Regions from separate parts of the Mus musculus genome. Here regions 1, 2 and 4 are each linked to region 3. The links are chromatin contacts, called in public Hi-C and HiChIP or PLAC-seq maps. All regions are on one chromosome and are shown on one strand. The core of a region is the stretch at or near the end of the contact, and the rest is flanking DNA. Distances in the headings are between cores, read along the strand shown. Region 1 has its middle 38 kb from the start of D10Wsu102e. Region 2 holds the start of Slc41a2 (solute carrier family 41, member 2). Region 3 has its middle 33 kb from the start of Eid3. Region 4 has its middle 120 kb from the start of Slc41a2.

What was found. A called contact is a pair of places that touch in the nucleus more often than the background predicts. HiChIP or PLAC-seq counts read pairs in DNA pulled down with a chosen protein or histone mark.
Region 1: a contact with region 3 is called in a Hi-C map of bone marrow-derived macrophages, with 17 read pairs. The contact joins two enhancer-like sites.
Region 2: a contact with region 3 is called in an H3K4me3 HiChIP or PLAC-seq map of embryonic basal ganglia, with 6 times the contacts expected there. The contact joins the promoter of Slc41a2 here to the enhancer-like site in region 3. A contact is called at or near these places in 16 of 39 promoter capture datasets (the 3T3-L1 cell line, 3T3-L1-derived adipocytes, the C10 cell line and 10 more), 2 of 15 datasets of contacts at CTCF or cohesin (the NIH/3T3 cell line and large pre-B cells), 16 of 484 Hi-C or Micro-C datasets (the AML12 cell line, B cells, the G1E-ER4 cell line and 11 more), 17 of 115 datasets of contacts at active chromatin or transcription factors (bone marrow-derived dendritic cells, bone marrow-derived macrophages, craniofacial prominence and 10 more) and 5 of 9 other capture datasets (adipose tissue, embryonic stem cells, liver and 2 more).
Region 4: a Hi-C map of bone marrow-derived macrophages shows a contact between it and region 3, with 35 read pairs. The contact joins two enhancer-like sites. A contact is called at or near these places in 4 of 15 datasets of contacts at CTCF or cohesin (the NIH/3T3 cell line, embryonic stem cells, large pre-B cells and 1 more), 36 of 484 Hi-C or Micro-C datasets (the C2C12 cell line, ECoMG myeloid progenitors, the G1E-ER4 cell line and 25 more), 7 of 115 datasets of contacts at active chromatin or transcription factors (bone marrow-derived dendritic cells, embryonic basal ganglia, embryonic forebrain and 4 more) and 2 of 9 other capture datasets (bone marrow-derived macrophages and embryonic stem cells).

What each region holds. Positions count from the first base shown.
Region 1 is chr10:83,396,579-83,399,278 of GRCm38.p6, forward strand. No RefSeq gene overlaps it. Among named protein-coding and RNA genes, the nearest start is that of D10Wsu102e, 38 kb to the left of the region's middle. Within about 2 kb of position 1,258, at least 15 of the 459 cell types and tissues checked have an H3K27ac peak or open chromatin away from gene starts, as enhancers often do. A contact at or near this core is called in bone marrow-derived macrophages, where this site is marked.
Region 2 is chr10:83,336,488-83,339,200 of GRCm38.p6, forward strand. Slc41a2 (solute carrier family 41, member 2) reads right to left here and starts at 1,330. Exons shown (of 11, transcript NM_177388.3): 1 at 1,273-1,330. Gm40722 (predicted gene, 40722) reads left to right here and starts at 2,202. Exons shown (of 2, transcript NR_168611.1): 1 at 2,202-2,385.
Region 3 is chr10:82,898,617-82,901,383 of GRCm38.p6, forward strand. No RefSeq gene overlaps it. Among named protein-coding and RNA genes, the nearest start is that of Eid3, 33 kb to the left of the region's middle. Within about 2 kb of position 1,510, at least 151 of the 459 cell types and tissues checked have an H3K27ac peak or open chromatin away from gene starts, as enhancers often do. A contact at or near this core is called in B cells, bone marrow-derived dendritic cells, bone marrow-derived macrophages and 10 more, where this site is marked.
Region 4 is chr10:83,220,399-83,223,247 of GRCm38.p6, forward strand. No RefSeq gene overlaps it. Among named protein-coding and RNA genes, the nearest start is that of Slc41a2, 120 kb to the right of the region's middle. Within about 2 kb of position 1,358, at least 7 of the 459 cell types and tissues checked have an H3K27ac peak or open chromatin away from gene starts, as enhancers often do. A contact at or near this core is called in bone marrow-derived macrophages, where this site is marked.

The DNA.
Region 1 (2,700 bases), core at 8-2,507, 500 kb after region 3:
GGCTGGGTTCTGATGATGGTGAGTGGTTTTGGTTTCTGTTAGTAAGATTGTTACGTTTCCCTTTTGCCATCTGGTAATCTCTGGCATTAGTTGTTATAGCTGTCTCTGGCTGGAGCTTGTTCCTCCCGTGCTTCTGTTAGCCTCTGTCAAGCACTCCTGGGAGTTCAGCTCTCTCCTGAGTCTCAGTGGTAAGAGCACTCTGCAGGCCACCTCTCCTCTGACGGGAAAGGAGCTCAGATGTCTGGAGCTCAGATCTGCTTCTTGGTTGAAGATGGAGGCCTGAAATGGGGCCTGTAACAGAAGGTATGTTGCATCAGCGGTCTGCGCTGTCCTGCACAGACTGGTCTCTGAGGGACCTGGGATACAAGGTGGCTCTCTCCCATGCTCCAGAGGTCAGACCACTCACTGCCAGCCACCTCTCCTCTTGCGGGGAAGGAGCCCAGATGTCTGGAGCTCAGATCTGCTTCCTGGCTGAAGATGAATACCTGAAACGGCCTGTCCCAGAAGCTATCTGATATAATCTTTGAGTGGGTATAGGCCACTGCTTGACTCAGATGGGACCCTAAGTAGCCAACGTATTTTTGGCATGAGGGGCTGAGCAGTGGCCCCTAGAATTGGGGTGAGGCTGTGAAGATTGTCTTTGGACCCTTTCAAAATGGAGGTCATCTCTATAATTTGGAATTACTTCCCTTCCTGGTTCAAATTGTTGCTCCTGTTGTTCCTCATGTTGTTTCCCAGTGTCTAAGGTCTTATGGCCAGTTGTAAGAAATACCTCAGCTTCCACAAGGACATCTTCTCTCAGGAAGTTAGCGGTGAGCCCAGCAACTACTAGGGGGCTCATCTCAATTACCACGATTACCATTGTGATCAACTCAGGTCTGCCAGCTAACAGTTTCCCAATGATTTGATTGCCCTCCCAGGCCTAGAAGCTGAGGGCCTGGTGACAGCTGCCAGGAAGGAGGAACTTCCTCATTCCTCATACTGTGTGATCAGCCCCAGTGTCAGTGAGGAATCTGAATGTATTTTCTCCTATAGTGAGAGTCATCTTGAGACATATCTCTGAGATAAGTGGGAGAATCCAGAGGGCCCTGACTGCTGATCTCCCTTTATTTAACAGGAATGGGGACAGACCCTAGGGAGTTTAAAGGCTGCCCCCTAAGATCAAACTTGGATTTGAAGTCTCTGGCCCAATGGAACCCATTCTTGCAACTTGGACAAGGGGTGTGTGGTGTCAGGCCACACCAGAAGGACCGGGATCTTTTTACCAAGGTTGGGGCTTCCACTTTTGAAATGGCCCTCTGTAGGGAAATGGGAGTGTTAGGGAAGAAGGGGGAGTGAAATAGCCTGCGTCCAGCCAGAGCTCCTGTGCTCTGGGAAGGTAGACGCAGGAGTGCTGCCATACGCTTTCCACTCCGCCCCAGGTGGGCATCTAAGCCACTGACCCCACTTGATGGTTGGTGGACAAGGGGCAGCCCCTGATACCAGGGTCCCCAGAGTGACACCCTCGGTCCCAGGGTTACGGGAAAGAGGGCACAGGGAGAGAGGTTTCCATGCAGGTAAGAGTCCTTAGTCCGGTCCGTGGGTAGGGCACAGGAAGGCCTTCCATTGGGAGATTAGAAACGGCTGTTAGCAGAAAGCCTACCACATTGTCCAAGCACAGCAGGCCTTGATGAACAGACAGTCTATAGTTTTAGAGCTTTATTGTAGAAAGGCAGAGGGAAAGAGAAAAGGGAGAGAGAGAGAGAGGGAGAGAGGGTGAGAGAATGGCCATTGCCAAGAGGAGAGAAGGGGAAAAGGAGAGAAGAAAGGCTAGAATAAGAGGTTAGAATGAGTGAGGGGAAAGAAGAGAGGAGAGTGAGGAGGGATGAAGCAGCCCCTCTTATCGTGGGCTTGTGCTGAGAGCCAACCTGCTGCTTACAAGAAACGGGGTACACCTGGGAGGCAGACTGGAGCTGAAAGAGAACTAGACTCTCGAGAGAAATAATGGAGCTAAGTCAAGGTTCCTGATCAAAGCTCAAATGTTTAGTAGCATATGTGCTTGGAAGTGGGGGGGGGCATTCCCGCCAATCCATTCTTGGTGCCTGAAACCAGCTGCAGGTGACAATGTGCAGGATAGGGTGTAGTCTCTGGAATATCTCAGGGGACTCTCAGCAGGTAGCAATGTCTTGAAGGAGAACAGCGGCAGTGGCTGAACAATAGAGTCATCTAGGTCTGAAGGCTCCACCCTAGGTAATCTCCTTTTTAGTGGCAGCAAGGTCAAAGTCTGGATCAGCCTGCTTTAGGCTGGAGGAGGTTATATTTTCCCCCATGTTCATATAAATAAAATAGCTGGACCGAGGCATAAAATTTATGTTTCATAGTCCTACCTGGGAGTTATGGTGGCTGGTGGCCGCGCCTGACTTAGGAAATCTTAGAGGAGGAAGGCAGCTGTTGTCTGTATGTCTCAGGAGATGGCATTGTTTCAGGTGGATCTGTGGCAGCAGGCATTATGTGGTCTTAGACCTGTAGAGTTATTGTAACAGAGGTGCAAAACTCCAGCAGGGTATGTCTGTCTGCATAGGGTGGAGAGCAAACATTACACCTGCAATCATTTGTTCAGGAGCATATCCTGGTCCGTTTGGGATGGTTGAGGAAGAAAATATCATGTTAATTTTGTATCTGTGGTAGGCAGTATGTTTGTCTCTAAAAGGAAACTGGATG
Region 2 (2,713 bases), core at 80-2,579, 440 kb after region 3:
GAGCTTTGAAAACAGTCTGGCTACGTGAAGGAAGCCAGACAAAAAGCCACAGACACGTTGGTTGGGTGTGGTACAATCCTGTGTGAGATCACCACTTGAGAAATTGAGGCAGGAGGACCACGAATTCTGATTAGCCTCAACTATAAGGGAAGAGTCAAAATCTTGTCTTTAAACGGAGGAGGTGGGAAACCACAAATACTGTATGATTTCATTAGTGTCTCCAAAGAGCAAATGCATAGGCACAGAAAAATTAGTTGGGGCAGTGGGGGGAATGGGTGGCAAGCAACTAAAAGGTATAGGGTTTCGTTTGGAGATATATATATATATATATATATATATATACATACATACATACATACATATATATATATATATGTATATATATATATATATATATAGAGAGAGAGAGAGAGAGATAGTAGTGACAGTTACAAAACTAGATGAATACACGTAAAGCCACCTTTGGGAGAGATAAGTAGCACGTATGCTACATGACTCATCGGTCAATCAAGCGTCCATTTACAAAAAGATGACACCGGGGCACTATACCTAAGAACATAATATATAGGTAACACACAAACATGCCAGCTCTCGCCATAAATGGACACCGAGGCTTCTTAAAATTGAGGTATAGTGTGCATCCATAAAGCCAAGAACTGGGTGGCAACGCTGCTGAGCCCCGAAGCAGGCTCCAGGGGTGAGCGCAACCCGCCTCGCAGCATCTGCATCCGAGCTCACCTTCCTCCATCCCTCGGCGCGCGCCCCCAGTCACGGCCACCGGAGCCGGGCAGCGGCGGGCAGGGCTGGACAGAACGGGGCGGCCTCGGGTCCCGCCGGGCGAGGCTCCAGCATCCGGCCGCACCACCGCCCTCCCACACCTAGCCGTGCCTCTGTCTCCGCTCCCGCCGCGGCAGCCTGCGCCGAGCCCGAGCGCGGCGACGCTCTGGGAGTCGGTGAGCCCGGCCCAGCCCCGCGGGCCCGCCTCGCCTCCTCGCTGCCACTGACAGTCGCCCGATGCCCGCGGCCACTCGCGCGCACCCCGCCCCGCCCCGCGCACGCGCGCAGCCGGCTGGGCCCGCGGAGAGCCGCTGATGTGGCCGCCCGGAGGCTACCCGGATCCGCGGCCGCGCCCCGGCAGCCGCCCGCCCGCCGGCTTGTTCGCCTGCCCACTTGACCGCTCGCCCTCCTGCCAGCTACGACTCCTGGCTGGTTAGCTTAGGCTGTCCTGCGCATCCTCCCAACCGCATCCCAGCCCGCGCATCCTCCTCTCACCGCTCCGTCAGCCCCGGGCCTCGTCGGGGGTCCAGCTCGCGTTCCTTGCTGAGCGGAATGAAGCCGAGGACGTGGGAGTCGTTCGTTGCGCTCTTCTGGGAGGCCAAAGGACGGGGAGGAGACGTGCGGGCAGCGCGTCACGCCCTCCGAGCGCCTGGCAGGGTCAGAGCCAAGTGCACTGCGCTGCTCAGCCGAGCTTTGCAGTTTGCCCACGCTCGAGTTTTGGGAGCCAAGGTAGACTTGAGCCAGAATTTGCCAAGGAAAATCGGGGGCTGCTTCCATGACTGTTTGTTAAGCACCTACTATGTGCGGTTCAGCTAGTGGGACTCCACCATCCCACCCTGCAAAGATGTGAGCCCCAGAGCACTGACTCTTGGGGGGAAACTGCTCGTTTTGATTCTGAGGCTATTATTCTATTACCTTAGACCAAAGTTTTCACCAAATTCAGATGGGGGTAATTTAGCACCTTTTCAGGTGGGGACAGGGACACACACACAGAGACACTTCCATCTGACTGGACATGATGGCACCTGTCTTTAATCTCAGAGCCAGGTAGTTCTCAGTGAGTTCAAGACCAGTTCTCTACTCAGCAAGTTCCAGGAAAACCAGGGTTACATTGTGAGATCTTGTCTCAAAACAAAACAAAACAACAACCACCCTCATTTTCTTGTGGGTTTTTTTTTTTTTTTTTTTTTTTTTTTTTTTTTTTGGTTTTTCGAGACAGGGTTTCTCTGTGTAGGTCTGGCTGTCCTGGAACTCACTTTGTAGACCAGGCTGGCCTAGAACTCAGAAATCCGCCTGCCTCTGCCTCCCAAGTGCTAGGATTAAAGGCGTGCGCCACCACGCCCGGCTTGGGTTGGTTTTTTTTGTTTGTTTGTTTGTTTGTTTTTTTGTTTTTTTTTGTTTTTTTTTTTTTTTTTTTTTTTTTAAACCCTAGAGGACAAAGTCTCTCTGTGCAGCTCTGACTGGCCTGACACCTGTTATGTAGCCCAAGCTGCCTTTGAACTCACAGAGAGCTGTCTGCCTCAGCCTCTCAATGCTGGGATTGAAGGCGCACACCATCATTTTCCAACCTTCTCTCAAACTCTTACCCTTCCTGTTCTGGAATTACAGGTATGTACTATTGTGCCCAGCCCTAGATCAAATTTTGTGTGTGTGGGCTGGGTGCGGGGGTGGGAGGGAGTTAAAGACAGGAGATATGCTTAGCAGTTACAAACAGGTACTGCTCTTGCACAGGACACAAATTTAGTTTCCAGCACCTACCTACACACACACACACACACACACACACACACACACACCTGGAAACACCAGCTTAGCTGGACGAAGTGCCTTCTTTTGCCTTCCACGGGCATTAATTAGCATTCATGAGCACATACCCAATCCGTGCACACAGATATACAGTAATTTAAAATCTTTAAAGGATTTTAAAATTCCTTTA
Region 3 (2,767 bases), core at 260-2,759:
CGAGTGCTGGGATTAAAGGCGTGAGCCACCACCGCCCGGCTCTTCATCTTTATTTTTAATGATGGTTCTTAAACATTATAACCTCCCTTTTAGCCTATCACCCACTAGAGGTAGTGGGAAAGAAAGGATAGGGGCGAAGTGGACCTGTTTAGAAAGGTTCTGTGTTGTCTGGAAGTCAGCAGGCAGCGACAGCTCATCCACTCGGAAACACTTCCCAGACAACACCAGCAGTCCAGACAAATCAGTATCAAAGTCAGGAGAGCAAACACAAATCAGCATTGGTGGTACGACCTAGCAGAAACAGCCAGGCCTCAGCCTTAGCACAAGTTAGCAGGAGGGACCAGGAAGGACCCCAGAAGACTCTGAGATCCACTAGCCCTCTCTGTAAGCAAGCCTAGCTCCGCCTCCTAGCTCCTCCTGTCCTCGGAGTCCTATTTATACTCCCTCCTCCTGTCCACGGAGTCCTATTTATACTCCCTCCAAACAAACATCACATGCCCTCCTCGGATCTTACTTCAGCATTCGTGTCTGTCTCAGCTGATATCCCTCTGCCAATCAGCCTGATTCCTCGGAAGCAGCAAAAAAACTGCAGCACACCACCAGAACTTTTTTGGTGTGTTCCTCTCTATAGGCTCCTGACAAATGCAGCTCAACTATGCCATGTAAGGCAGACCAACACATGTGCGTCATTAGCAAAGAACCCTTCATCATTTGTCTTTTCACGTGCTTTAGCAGAACATCCTCTCCTGTGTCTGCGTCAGCTAAATGTTGTCTGCCTTAGCCATTCACACCTGTGTCCACTTCATGTGTTTGCCCCAGCAAAACACCATCCAACCGACTTTCCAGAGAACCCTTCCGTTTCCACTTCATCTTTGAGTGGCAGTGCTGTGAAGGGGGTGGGGGGAGCAGCCTGGAGGACAGGAGCACTGATACACATACAGGGAGTGCTCACTATTGCCTGGGCTGAGGGTCACACTTCCGCCTCACCCCAATCCCTGCCCTGGGTGTCTTAGTTTGGGTTTCATTGCTGTGAAGAGACACCATGACCAATTCAATTCTTATAAAGGAAAACATTGAATTGGGGCTGGCTTCTGGTTTCAGAAGTTCAATCCCTTATCATGGGGAGCATGGCAGTGTTCTGGCAAGCATGGTGCTGGAGGAGCTCAGGGTTCTGCATCTTGATCCAAAGGCAGCAGAAGGAGACTGACTGGTTGTAGCTTGCACATACATAGGAAATCTCAAAACCTGCCCGCACAGTGACACACTTCCGCCAAACAAGGCCACGCCCACTTCAGCAAGGCCACACCTCCGAATAGTGCCACTCCCCATGAGCCTATTGGGGGTCATTTTCATTCAAACCACCACACTGGGGAATTGCTGGTTAGTGTTTCTTGTCAAGTGGACACAAACTAGAGTCACGTGGGGAGCGAGAGGACCACTGAGGAACTGCCCTGTTCAGACTGGTCTGTGGGTTTGTCAGTGGGGCAGTGCCCAGACAAATGATTGATGTCGGATGGCCCGGCCCACTGTGGGAGGTGCCATCCCTGGGCTGGCAGCTCTTGTGTAAGGAAGTCAGTAAACAGCGTTCCTTATGGCGCAGGTTCTCAACCTTCCTAAGGCTGCAACCCTGTAACATAGTTAGTTCCTCATGTTATGGTGACCTCCAACCACAGAGAGCCATCGCTCTACAGTCTCTGCTTCAGTTCCTGTCTGTAGGTCCCTGTGCTGACGTCACTCGGTAACCGATTGTTACCTGCGAGTGTAAGTTGAAGTAAGCCTTTCCTCCCCGTTAGTTTTAGTCAGCATTTTATCACAGCAACAAAAGAGCAAACTAGGGCAGTAAGTGACAGGCAGCCAGCTAGCTTTGGGCACATTGTGTTTCCACCTCATTCCTGACCTAGACCACCTGGGGCTGAACCCCAGCTCTGCCTCCCGGTGGACAGCCACTGATGGAGACTCTGCTTAGTGTCACTGTTCCCTCAGGTCCCTCATCTGTAAAATGTGAGCTCATACTTTGCAAGCTGGCAGACAGATCCACCTTTTGTTCAGTAATGAGCCGGAAGCTGAAAGACTGAAGTGTTGTACCAGGGCCCCACTCTTACCCTCTCCACCCGGCTTTTCAAAGGTGCTTGAATTCGCCAATGCTCCCTGCCAACCAACTCTCATGGAGGAATTTTACACTTTCTTGGGACTGAGAAAGCACGCTGTGACATACCGTAGATTGTAATGCTCCCTCCCCTTGTTTCCATGGCAACTGCCCCTTTCCGACTTTCCCTGCATCTCTTGCTGATTTATATTGCCTGTATCAATTCTTCCAACATCCCTTCAGACTATTCTGATCAAATTGCATAACAACCCAATACGTGTTACTGTGTGCCTACTCCTTTGATCTTCAGAGGGTCCGGTAGGAGTGGGGGCTCAGCAGGGTCTGCCAGTGAGGAGAGAAAGTGGGTATCAGGGGGTTCTCAGTCACCCATGAGCATTGTTTTGTTTTTTGTTTTTCGAGACAGGGTTTCTCTGTGTAGTCCTGGCTGTCCTGGAACTCACTTTGTAGACCAGGCTGGCCTCAAAATCAGAAATCTGCCTGCCTTCGCCTCCCGAGTGCTGGGATTAAAGGTGTGCGCCACTACGCCAGGCTATCCATGAGCATTGTTAATGTTGCTAAGATAGCGGCAGCTGGGTCATCCCAACCACTAAGTACCACGAACAAAAGCCCAGCATTTGCCAAAATGCTTATTTAAAAAAAAAATGCTTCTGAAGGTGAAGG
Region 4 (2,849 bases), core at 108-2,607, 320 kb after region 3:
CCAATAACACCTGTCTCCTTAATACAAAGCCATAGCAACTCACAAGAGTGTGCCAGATCCAATTAGCCACCGACCACAAGCTGTTCTCCCCACAAACAGGCATTTCCCATTCAGTTCTATTTGAGTTTTGAATTGCTATTAGTAGAAACCCTTAAGTGCCCAGAGAAGCTAAATACCATTTTCAGATACTTTGTAATGACTCTACTGTGAATATTTGTCTATAACTACAGGAACAGACTCCATATCCAAGGGTTTCATTACAAGAGGAACTATGTCTCTAGGGAGATGGCTCAAGAGCACTGGCTGCTCTTTCAGAGGACCAGGGTTCAATTCCCAGAACTCACATAAGGGCTCCCAACCATCTGTAACTCCAGTCCCAGGGAATTCAGTGCCTTCCTCTGGCCTCTGTAGGCACCAGGCACACACATGGTCAGATCTGCAGACAAAAAAAAAAAAAAAAAAGACACTTGTAAACATAAGACAAATAAATGAAGTTAAATAAAAGAGAAACTCTGTGGCAAGCCATAGACAGTTCTTAGCTCAAATTACCTTCTGGAGTTTTCTGTGCTGTCCAGGCAGATGTGTGCCCCACCCCCACCCCCACTGAGGCCCATGGGCTGTGTGTGGCCGAGGAGAGCAATGGATGCTGGTTTACACAACACTCTAAGGCTTCCCTAAACACAAGATTTTGTGGTTTTTTTTGTAGTTAGATTGCATGGCTTGCGGATGATATCATGTTGGAGTAGCAAAAGGTTGGATGTGCCTGTGTGTGTGCAGATCATTTCATAAGTCTGGATTGGATGACCCCACCTGTATGTACACATACGTGGCTGCATGTGAGATGGTAACATTAGGATTCTGGAATCCAGCTTCATCTGTCAGTTCACTGAGGGATGTGATGCCAGGTGAGTGGAGACCTTTGTCCCAAAGCAAAAGAAAACCTTCTAGAAGCTTTTAAAGACTAGTTTCAAAATTTCCCTCATGTAGGCTGAACTAAATGGGGCTCTCCTGAACCCCTAGTTGCTGGGAAATTACAAGTTATCTGCAGTAAAGTTCAGACGAACTTTCCACCCCCTGGGAAGGGTTGGACCAGGCTCCAGGATTTCTCTGTAGACATTGTCATTTTTATTTGAATAGAAAGGATTTGGAAGGATAACTTATTTGTTAAACAAGCGAAAAGAGATTTAACATTTGGAAAGCAGTCTTTGTTTGAGGAAATACTTTCTACATATTTGCTGTGTATAATGTCCTTCCCGCTCTTCCTCTTTCCTTCCCTCTCTCTGATCATGTGTTCACAGCTACTTTTAGGCTTTAATGTCTTTCTACGTTGTATCAGTCAGGGTTCTCTAGAATCACAGAACTTATGCAATCTCTCCCTATATTGAGGAAATTTATTGTAATGACTTACAGTCTGTAGTCCAACTAACCCAACAATGGGCAGATGTGAATGGGAAGTCCAAGAATCTAGTAGTTGCTCAGTCCAGGAGTCTAGTTGTTTCAGCTGGTCTTCTGTATAAGCTGGAATCCTGAAGAAGTAAGTTCCAACAGATGTGCTGGCAGGTAAGTGCAAACAGGTGAAGAAGAGGGAGTCTTCCTTCTTTCAATGTCCTTATGTAGGCCTCTAGCAGAAGGTGTGGCTCACAATATAGGTGTGTACCACCACGCCTGGATTTGGAACTTGCTGATCTTGAACTCAGAGATCTGCTTGCCTCAATCTCCTAGGATTAAAGGTGTGTTCTACCTTGCCTGGGTTTAAGCATGTCATGGTCACTATGCCTCAGGCTCTCCATGTCAAGATCTGGGTCAAAAGTCTCGAGATCTGGACCACAGGTGTGCCCTCCATTTCTGAATTGTAGTTCATTCCAGATGTAGTCAAGATGGCAGCCAGGGATAGCATCACATATGTCATGTGACTTCATTTTGCTTCTTTTCCTACTGAAGATGCTTGGATGAGAAAATCATGATGTATAGGGCAAAAGTGGTTGCTCATTTGCTCTGAGCAAGTCATACAATGGCGGTCACCTTCCTTTGACATGATGGACTGCATGAGAATTGTGTGGTGTTCCCCTCCCCTTTATAGGCTCTTATATTTAATGCTTTGTCCCTACTTGATGGAACTGTTTTTAGAAGGATCGGGAGGTATGGCTTTGTTAGGAGAGGTATATCACTGGGGGTGAGATTTTAGGTTTCAAAAGCCTTCGCCAGGCTCCCCTCACCTCCCCTCCCCCCTCCCCTCCCCTCTTCTCTCTCTCTCTCTCTCTCTCTCTCTCTCTCTCTCTCTCTCTCTCTCTCCAACCTCCAACTTGTGGATAAGATGTAAGCTACTGCTCCAGCACCATGCCTGCCTGCCTGCCTGTCTGTCTGTCTGTCTGTCTGCCACCACCACACTCCCCATCATGATGGTCATAAACTCACCCTCTGAAATTGTAAGGAAATCCCCCAATTAAATGCTTTCTTTTTGCATTGTCTTGGTCTCTGGGTCATTTCACAGCAACAGAACACTAACATGTGGCATGCACACTGACCTGGTGTGTGCCCCTCTTTCTTTACATTTTGGTAGTGGACTGTAAGACCCCCGACCCTAGGTCAGTGGTACTTACTTCAAGATGCCCCCGAGTGAGACACTGAGATGCACAGATCAATGAAAAAGCAAGAGGTTCATTTTCTGGAGAGTTGGGGTCAACCCTCAGTCAGTCCCTCTAGGTGAGTGACTAGAAAGCAACCTCAGATGGCTATTATAAGCAGTTTACATATTTTTTATGGGCACATGTTACATCAGCGAGGTTACAGTTCAAACTTATTGGCTAAGCATATCGAGCTTTAAATCTATTGGCTAGCAAGCATGACAC